Regions from separate parts of the Danio rerio genome. Here region 1 is linked to region 2. The links are chromatin contacts, called in public Hi-C maps. All regions are on one chromosome and are shown on one strand. Each heading gives the region's core, a stretch centred on a gene start, on an enhancer-like site or on the middle of the called end of the contact. The rest is flanking DNA. Distances are from core to core; before and after follow the strand shown. Region 1 has its middle 110 kb from the start of pou4f4. Region 2 has its middle 57 kb from the start of klf5l.

Region 1 (6,218 bases), core at 2,039-4,538, 210 kb after region 2:
GTAAATAAATAAAAGTGCAATCTAATACTGTGTTTCCTGAGGAGGAAATGCGTCTAGGATAAGCATGCCACTAAAGCATGCCAAGCTTGAGTCCACGCCAGGGTCAAACAACACAGGCTATGTGCAGATGGAGACAGGCACAGATGTAACCCAAATGACGAGGAGAAATACTTTCTTTATTATTTATATTGTTAATATACTAGTATCTTTCCAGGAAAGTTCTACTGTTTATTTATCTTCTAATGCTATTAAAATAAATCCTATAAGTAATGCTTTTTCATCCCTGCTGGTGGAAAAAAAGCTTAAACCAGCCTTAGATGGTTGGATGACCAGCTTAAACCAGCTGGACAAACCTATAGCCAGGCTGGAAGCCCCACCAAACTTAACTGGTTTTAGCTGGTCATTTTCCAATCTGACCAGCTAAGACCAGGCTGAATATGACCAAAATCCCTCTTAAACCAAGCTGGTCAACCAGCTAAAACCAGCTAACCAGCTTAGACTGGTTTAAGTTGTTTTTTTCCCCAGCAGGGATTAGATACAAACTGATTATTTTAAAAGTATTTCAAAACAGCTTAGTAAGACATGAAACATTTTTGCAATTGACTTCTATGAATATCTGTCATTGTGAATAAATAAACACATGAATTTTTCAGTAAATTTATTTGCTACTGACTTCTCATTATGGTACTAGGGCTACTTATTGTTTTACATACTATATAGGCCTACTTATTTATTACATTCTAGTACATCTTCATTAAATGACTTTTTGTTCAGTATTGACTAGTGATTATTTAAATGTTTTGTCATTGCCCATTGCCATGATAGACTTAGTTTTGTGTGATAGATATTTAAGTTTTGATTAGTAAATATTTTTTATTTACTGGTTGTTACAGTATTCATTAGATAGGTCTACAACGTTTTAAAGATAGTACCTAAAATCATTAGATGCTAATATTTCTTAGATTCTTGTGAATTCTGTGAGTTTAAACAACTACTATTTTAATTTAATTACACGTTAATATTTAATATTTACTTATTAGATACTAGCTCTAATTAATAGGGACCTTACCTATCAAATAGATTCCTATACTAACCAATTAGCTTTAATCCTTTTTTTTTTTTTTGGCAATTTACCAGTAAGATTAAAATTTTTAATTTATAATGTGATTATTCTGAGTAGTTATAACATAAGACGAATAAAATGTAACTAGAAAGATCTAACGAATAATAACTAGTATTTATTAAAAAGGCACGGCTTTCCAGAAATAAGTAACAACATCCAATAAGAGTTTGAATTGAAAGCTAAATAAAGAGTAAAAACTAGCTAAATGGGCCTGACAGAATCTGCAGACCTTTTTGCTATTTCTAGACAGATTTTTTTTTTTTAATCTGTGGATTTATGTGGAATGGGTTTTGCAAGTGAACAGGATCTGAAAACCTGTCACAATAAATAAAAAATAATAATTGTTATTACAGTTTACAATCAAAGTCCACACTGTCAAAAATGTAATGACAAAAGTTCAAGACAACAAATATTTTTATGTTGCTTTCAAACTGATTTTTATACAAAGTTAAGCTTAATACTATTTTTAGTCAGATTTTGTAGTTGACATGACAAGAAAAGATCATTTGGTTTAACTAAAATAATTAAGGCAGAAAGAATATTTTTAAAATGCAGTTGGAACCACTTGTTTGGTAAAAAAAAAAACTATAGCTGATACATAGATATACAGATATACAATGACAGTGACAGTATATATATATATATATATATATATATATATATATATATATATATATATATATATATATATATATATATATATATATATATATATATATATATATATACAGTTGAAGTCAGAATTATTAGCCCCCTGGATTATTAGCCCACCTGTTTATTTTTTTCTCCAATTTCTGTTTAACGGAGAGAAGATTTTTTTCTAAACACATTTCTAATCATAATAGTTTTAATAACTCATTTCTAATAACTGATTTATTTTGTCTTTTCCATGATGACAGTAGATAATATTTTTCTACATATTTTTCAAGACACTTCTACACAGCTTAAAGTGACATTTAAAGGTTTATCTAGGTTAACTAGGCAGGTTAGGGTGATTAGGCAAGTTATTGTATAACAATGGTTTGTTCTGTAAACTATTGAAAAAATATATAGCTTAAAGGTGCTTAAAATTTTGACCTTAAAATGGCTTTTAAAATATTAAGAAATTGCTTTTATTCTAGCTGAAAAAAACAAATGAGACTTTCTTCAGACAAAAAAAATATTATCAGACATACTGTGAAAATATCCTTGCTCTGTTACACAGAATTTGGGAAATATTTAAAATAGAATACAAAATCCAAAGGGGGGCTAATAAGTCTGACTTTAACTGTATATAAACGTTACTTTACTTTTCAATAACAAAATAATTCATTTAAAAAAATGAATATATATATATATATATATATATATATATATATATATATATATATATATATATATATATATATATATATATATATATATATATATATATATATGGTAACACTTTACAATAAGGTTCATTAGTTAACGCATTTACTAACACGAACTAATCATGAACAACACATGTACAGCATTTATTAATCATAATTGAACATTTACTAATGCATTATTAACATTCAAGTCCATGCTTGTTAATATTAGTTAATGCACCATGAGTTAACATGAACTAACGATGAACTACTGTATTTTCATTAACTAACGTTTATTAACATTAATAAATACAGTAGTAAATGTATTGTTCAATGTTTGTTCATGTTAGTAAATGCATTATTTAACATTAACTAATTAACCTTATTGTAAAGTGTGACCATATATATATATATATATATATATATATATATATATATATATATATATATATATATATATATATATATATATATATATATATACATACAATTACATGTAAATAAATAGATTGAATGATTTTTGTGTTTGCAGATTTGTGTGGTCCTATAAAAGTTGGTAAATTTGATTACATTTACACTCATTAATATTTCGCTCTGTATCCAATACTGTTCATGTTAAACTGGCCATAAAGCAGTGTGTCGTGGAGGAGGCTCTTGAGCAGGTCACTCTTAGAGAGCAAGGATGTTGATGGAGGAAAGGCTGTATAACCTCTTCCTTCCTCTGAGCTCAATGGCTCCCCTAACAGGCGACCCGGGGCCTCTTGGTGGAGTAGTTGTCATCGCCTGTTTCCGGTCCGCAAGTGTGGGAAAGTGGACGAGGCCTCCGCTGAACCCCCCGGCCCTTCTCTCAGCCTGCTTCCTGACCGCCGCTAAATATACCGGGCCCTTTGTTCCGCACGGGCCCAAAAATACGCTGGCGCTGACATCAAACATGTTCTTTCCAAGTTCCTCCCGATGGCTTTTTCGGCCACTGACGTTCTTTCCGCTTGGCAACAGGCTTCACTTTTCCTGAATGGTGAGAGGTAGAAGGTATTGGGAAGAGGAAACCAAAGCTACATGAATGTGGCCCTCTGAGTCAGTGGATTATAGGATCTATTGTATAGTGACTGCACAGAAATATATCACAGAATCTTCTGCAGATTCTTGCCTTTATGAGAGTCAACATGCCTTCAATTTAGCATCATTCAATGGACATCGCTAATGCTAATGACATTTGGTCAAATTAAATATCTCCACAGACCTAGTCACTTTTAGGCTGCACTGTAAAAGAACAGTTGTGAGACATGGAAGTTGTATTTTTACAGAAATTGTTAGGATTCATGAGTGTTTTTTTATTTTATTTTGTATTTAGGCTTTTGAATTGCATTTTGGGAGTGCATACTTTCATTTTGATGTTGAAAAGTAACTGCAGCTTAACAAAGTTACAAAATGAAAGCTTTAGTACTGTAGTTTAAAATGGTATATAATCTAAGATGGTCCTTGTAATTATGGTACAAAAACTTGATACTAAACTGGCAGTGTTTTTTTTATTACTATTTAGTTTTACTTCTGAGAGTGTTGTTAAAATGCTAAATAAATTTTACAATGGCGAGGCAGTGGCGCAGTAGGTAGTGGTGTCGCCTCACAGCAAGAAGGTCGCTGGGTCGCTGGTTTGAACCTTGGCTCAGTTGGCGTTTCTGTGTGGAGTTTGCATGTTCTCCCTGCCTTCGCGTGGGTTTCCTCCGGGTGCTCCGGTTTCCCCCACATTCTAAAGACATGCGGTACAGGTGAATTGGGTAGGCTAAATTGTCCGTAGTGTATGAGTGTGTGTGTAGATGTTACCCAGAGATGGGTTGCGGCTGGAAGGGCATCCGCTGTGTAAAAACTTGCTGGATATGTTGCCGGTTCGTTCCGGTGTGGTGACTCCAGGATTAATAAAGGGACTAAGCCGACAAGAAAATGAATAATTGAATGAATGAATTTTTACAATCCATTTTATTCAGACTTTACGTAAAATGCAAAGAAAGCACATTTAGTATAGGACAGCAACGTTAGCAGTTTTTATTTTACTTATACTCAACCAAAGATCACTTCTTAAAGTATAAACAACTGATTTTAGAATTTGACTGTCAAATTTATAGTCAGCCTGAAAGAGACTCTGACCCTAAATAAAGATGTTTGGTCTAGGATTTTTTTTTTTTTTTTTTTTTTTGTCTGCCAGTTGTTTATTAGTTTGGGATTTAGGAAGGAAATATACTTAAAAAAAATACTATAATTATTTCCAGTAGACACACGATTTAATTTCAAGCCGATTTCAAGTGTATTTCATCACATCACAGAGCATCGATTATACATCATTGTTGTTTTATCGCAGAGTAACTAAAGGTTCAAATTGGGTTTGATTTTTTGTTTTCATTTTATTTCTGTTTTCAGTTTTTAAAGTTTTATTATATTTTATGTATTATATTATAAAAAAAAAACAGTTATATGTCTATACAGCTTTTATACATTTCTTATTTAAGGTTTTATTTAATTTAATTTGTCAAAGGTAAATGAAAAATGAGATATATTTCTCTGGATTAATAGCTTGCTGTATAACATAAGATATTTACATTAGGTGTCGCCTACACTATTGCTGACTATTGGAAGGAATGCGTCAATATAGCTATAGTGCACTGGCCATCTGGAGCCTAAGATATATACAAATATAAACATATATCTATGATCGTTAGTTTTCCCAGTGGTCAGTTTGCAAAAAAATTTTTTATTACATCACTTCTATCAATGGAAGAGAATTAATAAAGAGTTAAATTTGATCTAATTGACACATGCTCATGGTCTGTATGCTATATCTAGTGTATATATCTATGGCAGTATAACAGCTATAATAAGAGCAAGTTTTTTTTAATGACTATATCATTTTGTCATTTTTTCTGTTCTGCAGACATATTACTATGTGTTGATTTGCATTTTATTTATGGATATAATATATAATATTTATATATCCTGAGCTAATGTTTTTTAGTAACTCTGACGGTGAGGAAAAGAAGGACACCGGTATAGTCTCGCAAAACTATTTACAGAAATCTTTAATCTTCAAGTTTGAAATATAAACTCATGAGACACTTGGCTTTCAAGTCATATTTTTTTCTAGTTCTTTTTTTTTTAACATGTAACTTCCTTTTTTACCAGATAAAAGTGTCTTCTTTCCAATGATAGCTGATTTGTGTTTGTAGATTAGTGGAGTCAGGAACTGTTCCTATTTAAAGTTAGGTAGGTGTAAATCCCCAAAATTGAATGCTGGCTAACAGGTTGTTGCACGACCGACAAAATCAGCAAGTTTCAGAGCACCGTTAGAGGTCAGAGGAGTGAGGTTTACCTGCATAGCGCTTCACTATGGTCTCCGTTACAATCCTATTATGTAGTTGTTTCTCTGTTTTGTGACTAATATAGAGCATTTAAGATATCTGAAAACGCAACATATGACAATAAAACAGTCGTTCATTCATTCATTTTCTTTTCGGCTTAGTCCCTTTATTCATCAGGTGTCGCCACCGTGGAATGAACCGCTAACTTATCCAGCACGTTTTTACGCAGCGGATACCCTTCCAGCAGCAACCCATCTATGGGAAACATCCACACACACTCATTCACACTCATACATACACTACGAACAATTTAGCCTACTCAATTCACCTGTACCGCATATCTTTGAACTGTAGGGGAAACCGGAGCACCCGGAGCAAACCCACGCAGGAGAGAACATGCAAACTCCACATAGAAAC
Region 2 (5,988 bases), core at 3,087-5,586:
TGACTAGCTAGTGTTCCAGCGTGTTAGTCAGCTAATTCAGAAAAATCTGCTGTCTCTTTCAATATATCCACTGCATCAGTCTGAAGTGAAGAATGAGAAAGTGTGTCTAACCCACAAAAGAGCTTAATTTATTTTCACATAGCAAGGCATTTGGCATCAAGTCTGGTCTACTTTGCAGCTTATTTTGTTTATAAAGGTATTGTTCTCTCCAAAATGTAAATTCTGTTAATTCCAAACCTTATGAGTTTCTTTATTTAACTTTAAAATCTATATATATATATATATATATATATTTTTTTTATATATATATATATATATATATATATATATATATATATATATATATATATATATATATATATATATATATTTAGAAAAATGTTGGACTTCATTAAAATCTTTTATTCTTCAATGGAACTCAATGTTTATTGTTGATCAGTGCTTAACATCTTTCAAATATCTTCTTTTGTGTTCAACAGAAAAAAGAAACTCAAACGGGTTTGTGACAAGTAAAAGATGAGGAAATGATGACAGAATTTTCAGTTTTAGGTGAATTACCTTTAAACACATACGAATGCTTCTGAAAACTCTGACATGTTTTATGTAAAATGTTGTGTAATTTACAATTTAAATCTAAAATGAATAACAATTAATTTTAAACATTTAAATGAAAAATATCAGATAATATCTTTTGATTGTAAGAAATATCATGGTAAAAATAGAGCGAGGCAGTGGCGCAGTCGGTTGTGCTGACGCCTCACAGCAAGAAGGTTGCTGGGTCGCTGGTTCGAACCTTGGCTCAGTTGGCGTTTCTGTGTGGAGTTTGCATGTTCTCCCTGCCTCCGGGTGCTCCGGTTTCCCCCACAGTCCAAAGACATGCGGTACAGGTGAATTGGGTAGGCTAAATTGTCCGTCCTGTGTGTGTGTGTGTGTGTGGATGTTTCCCAGAGATGGATTGCGGCTGGAAGGGCATCCGCTGAGTAAAAACTTGCTGGATAAGTTGGTGGTTATTCTGCTGTTGCGACCCTGGATTAATAAAGGGACTAAGCCGACAAGAAAATGAAATAAATCATGGTAAAACTGCACTATAAACCCATTTATCAGTATCTTTTGAAACAGACTTTTATAAATATAAAAATTAATAAACTGTTTCACAATACATCAAATTATTTCTAAAATCGTCAAGAAAAATTGTATACATTATTTTCTTGTAAAAATAATATATTATTTAAAAAACAAAAACGTACATTGTGTTTCACATGTACCAACACAAATTAATTAACATGAAACCATTTAGAAAAGTTTGGGCACAAATTGATTGATTAAGTCTTGACGGTTAAACCTGGGCTTAATCCTTTAATCAATTCAGATACAAATTTTATTCTACATTTTATATTGTTCAGAGAATTAAAGCTTTGTTTCAACAGTGTGCATGTGTGTATGCACTCTAGTATGCAGTTAAACTGAAAAGTAGGGCTTTATACTTTTAAAACAGAAATATTTATTATTAAAGTATGAGCACTTTTACTTAAATGCATGATTTTTGTCATTTGTCCGTTACTGGTTTTGGTACAGTAATGTTAGCATGCTATATGTTTCACAGTTTTTTTCAAGAGCTGCAGACCACAGTCCTGTCATGCAGTATAGACATGGTGATAGATTTTCAGGACTGTGGATTCAGTATTCAGCGGTGTTGTGTGTGAAATGAGGGGGGAGGCAGAAATGCTCCCCAAGGCTCAATGGATTAGACACATTCTCTCTGGAGGGGTCATTAGCCCACACTGATTATCTAAAGATCCAATGACCCGACGGACACCCGTCACACCTCTCCCTCTCTATATATTCAGCCCCGTGGGGTTCAGGTGAACAGAGCAGGGGGTCTGAGGAAACCCGTCATCTGATATCACTGTCTGTGGGGAAAAAACGACTGAGGAATTACAGGGTTAATTCAGACCAAAATTAAAATTCTGTCATCCTTTATTTATCTTGTGTTGTTTTAAACCTTTAATAAATTAGTGTATTTTGGAATGCGATGAAAATAAAATCCAAGAGATTCTGCTCCTAAATTAAAGTCTATTCATCCAAAACATTGATGCTTCATAAAGAGATCAAAACAGATCAATCTATATTGAGGTTTAATCCATATTTAACTCTTTTCACGAGCCATCACACATGATTTTTTGTATTTTCATCATATTATTGTTTTTAAATATAACAGTAATCGAGTTGATATTACATCCACTATCGGTGTATCCTAATTTTGTACAAATTAATGAGGGAAGAATAATGACATGCCTTAATGTCTTTGTGACATCACTTGAAGCAAGTCACATTCTATTTTTTATCAGTGCTTTACAGATTGTTCTGCATATTTATACCCAGTGCTTTACAGACTGTTCTGCATATTTATACCCATTGAATCAAAGTTGACCAGAACTTAGGGATCGTTTTTCTTTAATGCTAAAATTACACTATTAAAAAAATCTTGCTGGACTATTTTTTCTTAGTTGAATCAAATAAAATTTCTGGTTATCTCAACCTACACATATCAATGTAACTGTTAAGTTAAACTTTGTGTAACTTAATATTGTTAAAACCTGTTGTTGTAAAATATGTTACAGTAACACAAAAATTTAAAAGGCATGAGACTAATTGCAAAAATAGACAGAGTGGGTTAATATTTTGATAATTTTAGAGGTAAGTAAATGTAATTTGTGTTGTTATTTAAAACCTTTAATTTTCTTAAATTATTCTTTAAAGATTTAGTTTTAACATTTTCCCAGAGGATCAACCGGAACACTTCACAAAACATGACACCCTTTTTATAATCATATAGAAAATAGTGCACGTCTACACCCATGAATCTCCCCAACATCCCCTCCCCCATAAGTTTTATTTATTCATTTTATTTCCTTATTTGATTTATTTTAATTTAAGTATTTAATTTATGTATTTTTATTGTTCATTTTTTTATGTTATTTTTTTCTGTATTAAGTTACTTTGTGGTTAAACAACAAGAAAAACAAAATGAAAATATCTTTGTTATTGAATACCTACAAGGTAGTTTATCTAGTTTTGTCAAAAACAGGGGTTTTGTCAAAAACATAGGTTTATTTAGAAAACACAAATGTACTTCTTAAATCTAGAATTGATTACTTCATATAATTATAACTATTTGCTTAATACTTTGAATCTATTAAGTTCACTCCTTTGTAGTTTCCTATATACTGAATATTTAAAAAAAAAAAAAAATCACATCAGCCTGCATTTTCTAGAAATATTTTTTTATTTGATAGCTTTATCAGCCATTTCCACAATTTGTTTTAACGTTTAATTGATTAACATTAGTTAATTTATTATGAGCAAACAATAAATAGCTGCTCATTATTTATTAATCTAATTCATTTGAATTAATAAACCGTTCAATGCTATTTCATCTTGGGTCATAAATTATGTTTATTTAAAAAAAATTCCAACTGCATATACAGGAAATACATTAACCACATTAAATGCTGTAATAAAGCTTGCTCATTATTACTTCATGATATCTAATAATGCAATAACAAATGCAGCACAGGCCTGGCTTCAGTTTTCCCGGATATTATATCTGATTTCATCATACACTACCATTCGAAATACTGGGGCTGGTAAGATTTTATAAACATTGTTAAAGCTGGATAAATTTATATTTGTAATAACTATTTGAATGTATTTCAAAATGTAATTGACTGAACTGTAATGGTGGTTTTAGCAGTGCACACAATCCTTTAGAAATGATAGAAATATGCAGATCTTATGCATTTGTTTAAAATAAAAAGCCATTTACTGCCATTTGCATAAAATAGCAAAAAAAAAAAAAAAAAAAAAAAAAAAAAACAGCCATGAATTTGATTATATTAATTTTAGCTAAAATTAATATAATCAAATTCATGGCTGTTTTTTTTATTTTTTTTTTATTTTGGTCTAGACCAAAAGAATGCCAATGTTTTAATTGCGGAAAGGTTAAGAGATTATTATATGTTGCAATGATATATATATAGTATTGCTTTTATCTAACAAGCTGAAAACTGTTATTGCATTACCAGCAGAAATCCACCAGGTGGCAGTAGTTCACCAGAATCCACTGATTTGGACGAAAGCACAAAGTTGCCTCTTGTTTGTCAAAGACGTTTGGCAAACAGCCATTTTTATATTAGTGACATTAAATGTGAGCTAATTAGCACCTGATGTTCTCTTCATTAAGATCACTCACGCAGTCCCACTGAGATACTCTGATCACATTACAGATTGTCAACATTATGCCGAGCTGCTTAATGAAGACCCTCTTCACCACACACAGACACGCGCACACACAAACACACACAAACATGTAAACAAACACAGATTACGTCACGCTGCTGCTTTGCCCTGCTCCTTGAAATCGTGATTTAAATGAGAGGTAAGCCAAGAAAATTTGTATAAATTTGGATGAGTTTGAACTGTGTTTGCTTTATCTTTTCCCAAACGTGACTACTGCGTTTTAAGTTATGGGATGCACTTCCGGTTGGATTGACTTCAATAGGCCTTTTTCACACTTCCTGGTTCCGGTAAGCGAAGCAGTGTACCACAACATCCGGTTTCAATGCGACGGAGCAAGAAAGAATGGCAGGGTCATCTCATCGTTGTGATTGCTGCGTTCCCAGCTGCTCCAACTCAAAAACGACACTCTTACTTTAATGACCACGATCTCCCGAAAGACGAAGGACAGGGAAAATCATGGATGACAATATTAAAGGGGGTTGAATGCCGTTTCAAGTTATATGCGGGAGTACATTCTTATGCTGTATGCACTTCAAAGCGGAGATTATCATGTTTCATTAAAGACTGGTGGTCTATGGTTTATTTTGATGAGTAATTATAATATAGACAAAACTCCAGTTAAACTATCTGCCTTCCACAAACAAGTGCTCATCATGGTCATTAATCTATAAGCATGATTTATCCCTACATTGTTGTTATTTTGGAATAATAGACAGTTCATACAAATGCAAATCTCTTTTTTTTAATTGGTTTGACAGTAAAATTATTTGTTTAGTCAGTTATATAATAAAGATGGTAAACTTTTCTTACAATGAAGTCCTTTATTACAAAATCAAAATATTACAAAACCCAGCAAGTTTTCAACTGTTATTGGTTCAATTCCTGCAGAGATGTTATTCATTTATGTTATTTAGAGGTATTAATAAGACCATCCTTCTGATGCTTCATCTTTTGATATTACTAAATCTTATGTCGGCAAATTTTGTTTTACTAAATACCAAGAGTAATGATAGAGCTATTCATACTCTTTTCCAAAAAGAAATCATTACTGTACCTTATATTCAATTTTATTATATGTCTTTATTAAAGGGTGAATTGAAGAAAAGTGTGGCTGTTACCACAGAAATATCATGTTAGAAATAGAATTAAAGAAATATCCTATAAACTCATCCACAGGTTTTATCCAGCAAAACATTGTTTGCAAAAATTTAAAAGTGGGATTGATGTAAATTGTATTTTTGTAACGAATATGAGGAGACAGTTTTACACTTATTTTGGCATTGTACATAGTCAGCTTATGGGGTGAGTTGCAAAATGTATTAATAATGAAAAAGGTCTATTAAAAACTACTGAAACAAATCATTTGAGATAAATAATAACGTTGTGCTATACATAATAAACTATATCCACAGAGAAAAACTGAGTTAGAGGTCCATGCGCTGTTCTGCTTTATTTCATGCTTCAAAAAAAATAACAAAAGGCCTATGCTTGAGATTTTAATGTGACTTTTTCACAGTCATCTGTGGCGGTTTATACCACTGTGTTTGTTTTCTTTCACATTATTTTGTTTTATTAATCTTTACAATAGCGAAAAATTCTATATACATCTATAATATGAAAAGAAATTTATATGTTAATTCTAATTGTTTTCTTTTAGTATTTGGTATACGAATGAGGTATGCACACAGA

Evidence for each region. A called contact is a pair of places that touch in the nucleus more often than the background predicts.
Region 1: a Hi-C map of embryo shows a contact between it and region 2, with 3 times the contacts expected there. The contact joins two enhancer-like sites. A contact is called at or near these places in 5 of 18 Hi-C or Micro-C datasets (caudal fin, embryo and fibroblasts).

Annotation. Positions count from the first base shown.
Region 1 is chr21:41,725,648-41,731,865 of GRCz12tu, forward strand. No RefSeq gene overlaps it. Among named protein-coding and RNA genes, the nearest start is that of pou4f4, 110 kb to the left of the region's middle. Within about 2 kb of position 3,289, at least 24 of the 62 cell types and tissues checked have an H3K27ac peak or open chromatin away from gene starts, as enhancers often do.
Region 2 is chr21:41,511,340-41,517,327 of GRCz12tu, forward strand. No RefSeq gene overlaps it. Among named protein-coding and RNA genes, the nearest start is that of klf5l, 57 kb to the left of the region's middle. Within about 2 kb of position 4,337, at least 5 of the 62 cell types and tissues checked have an H3K27ac peak or open chromatin away from gene starts, as enhancers often do.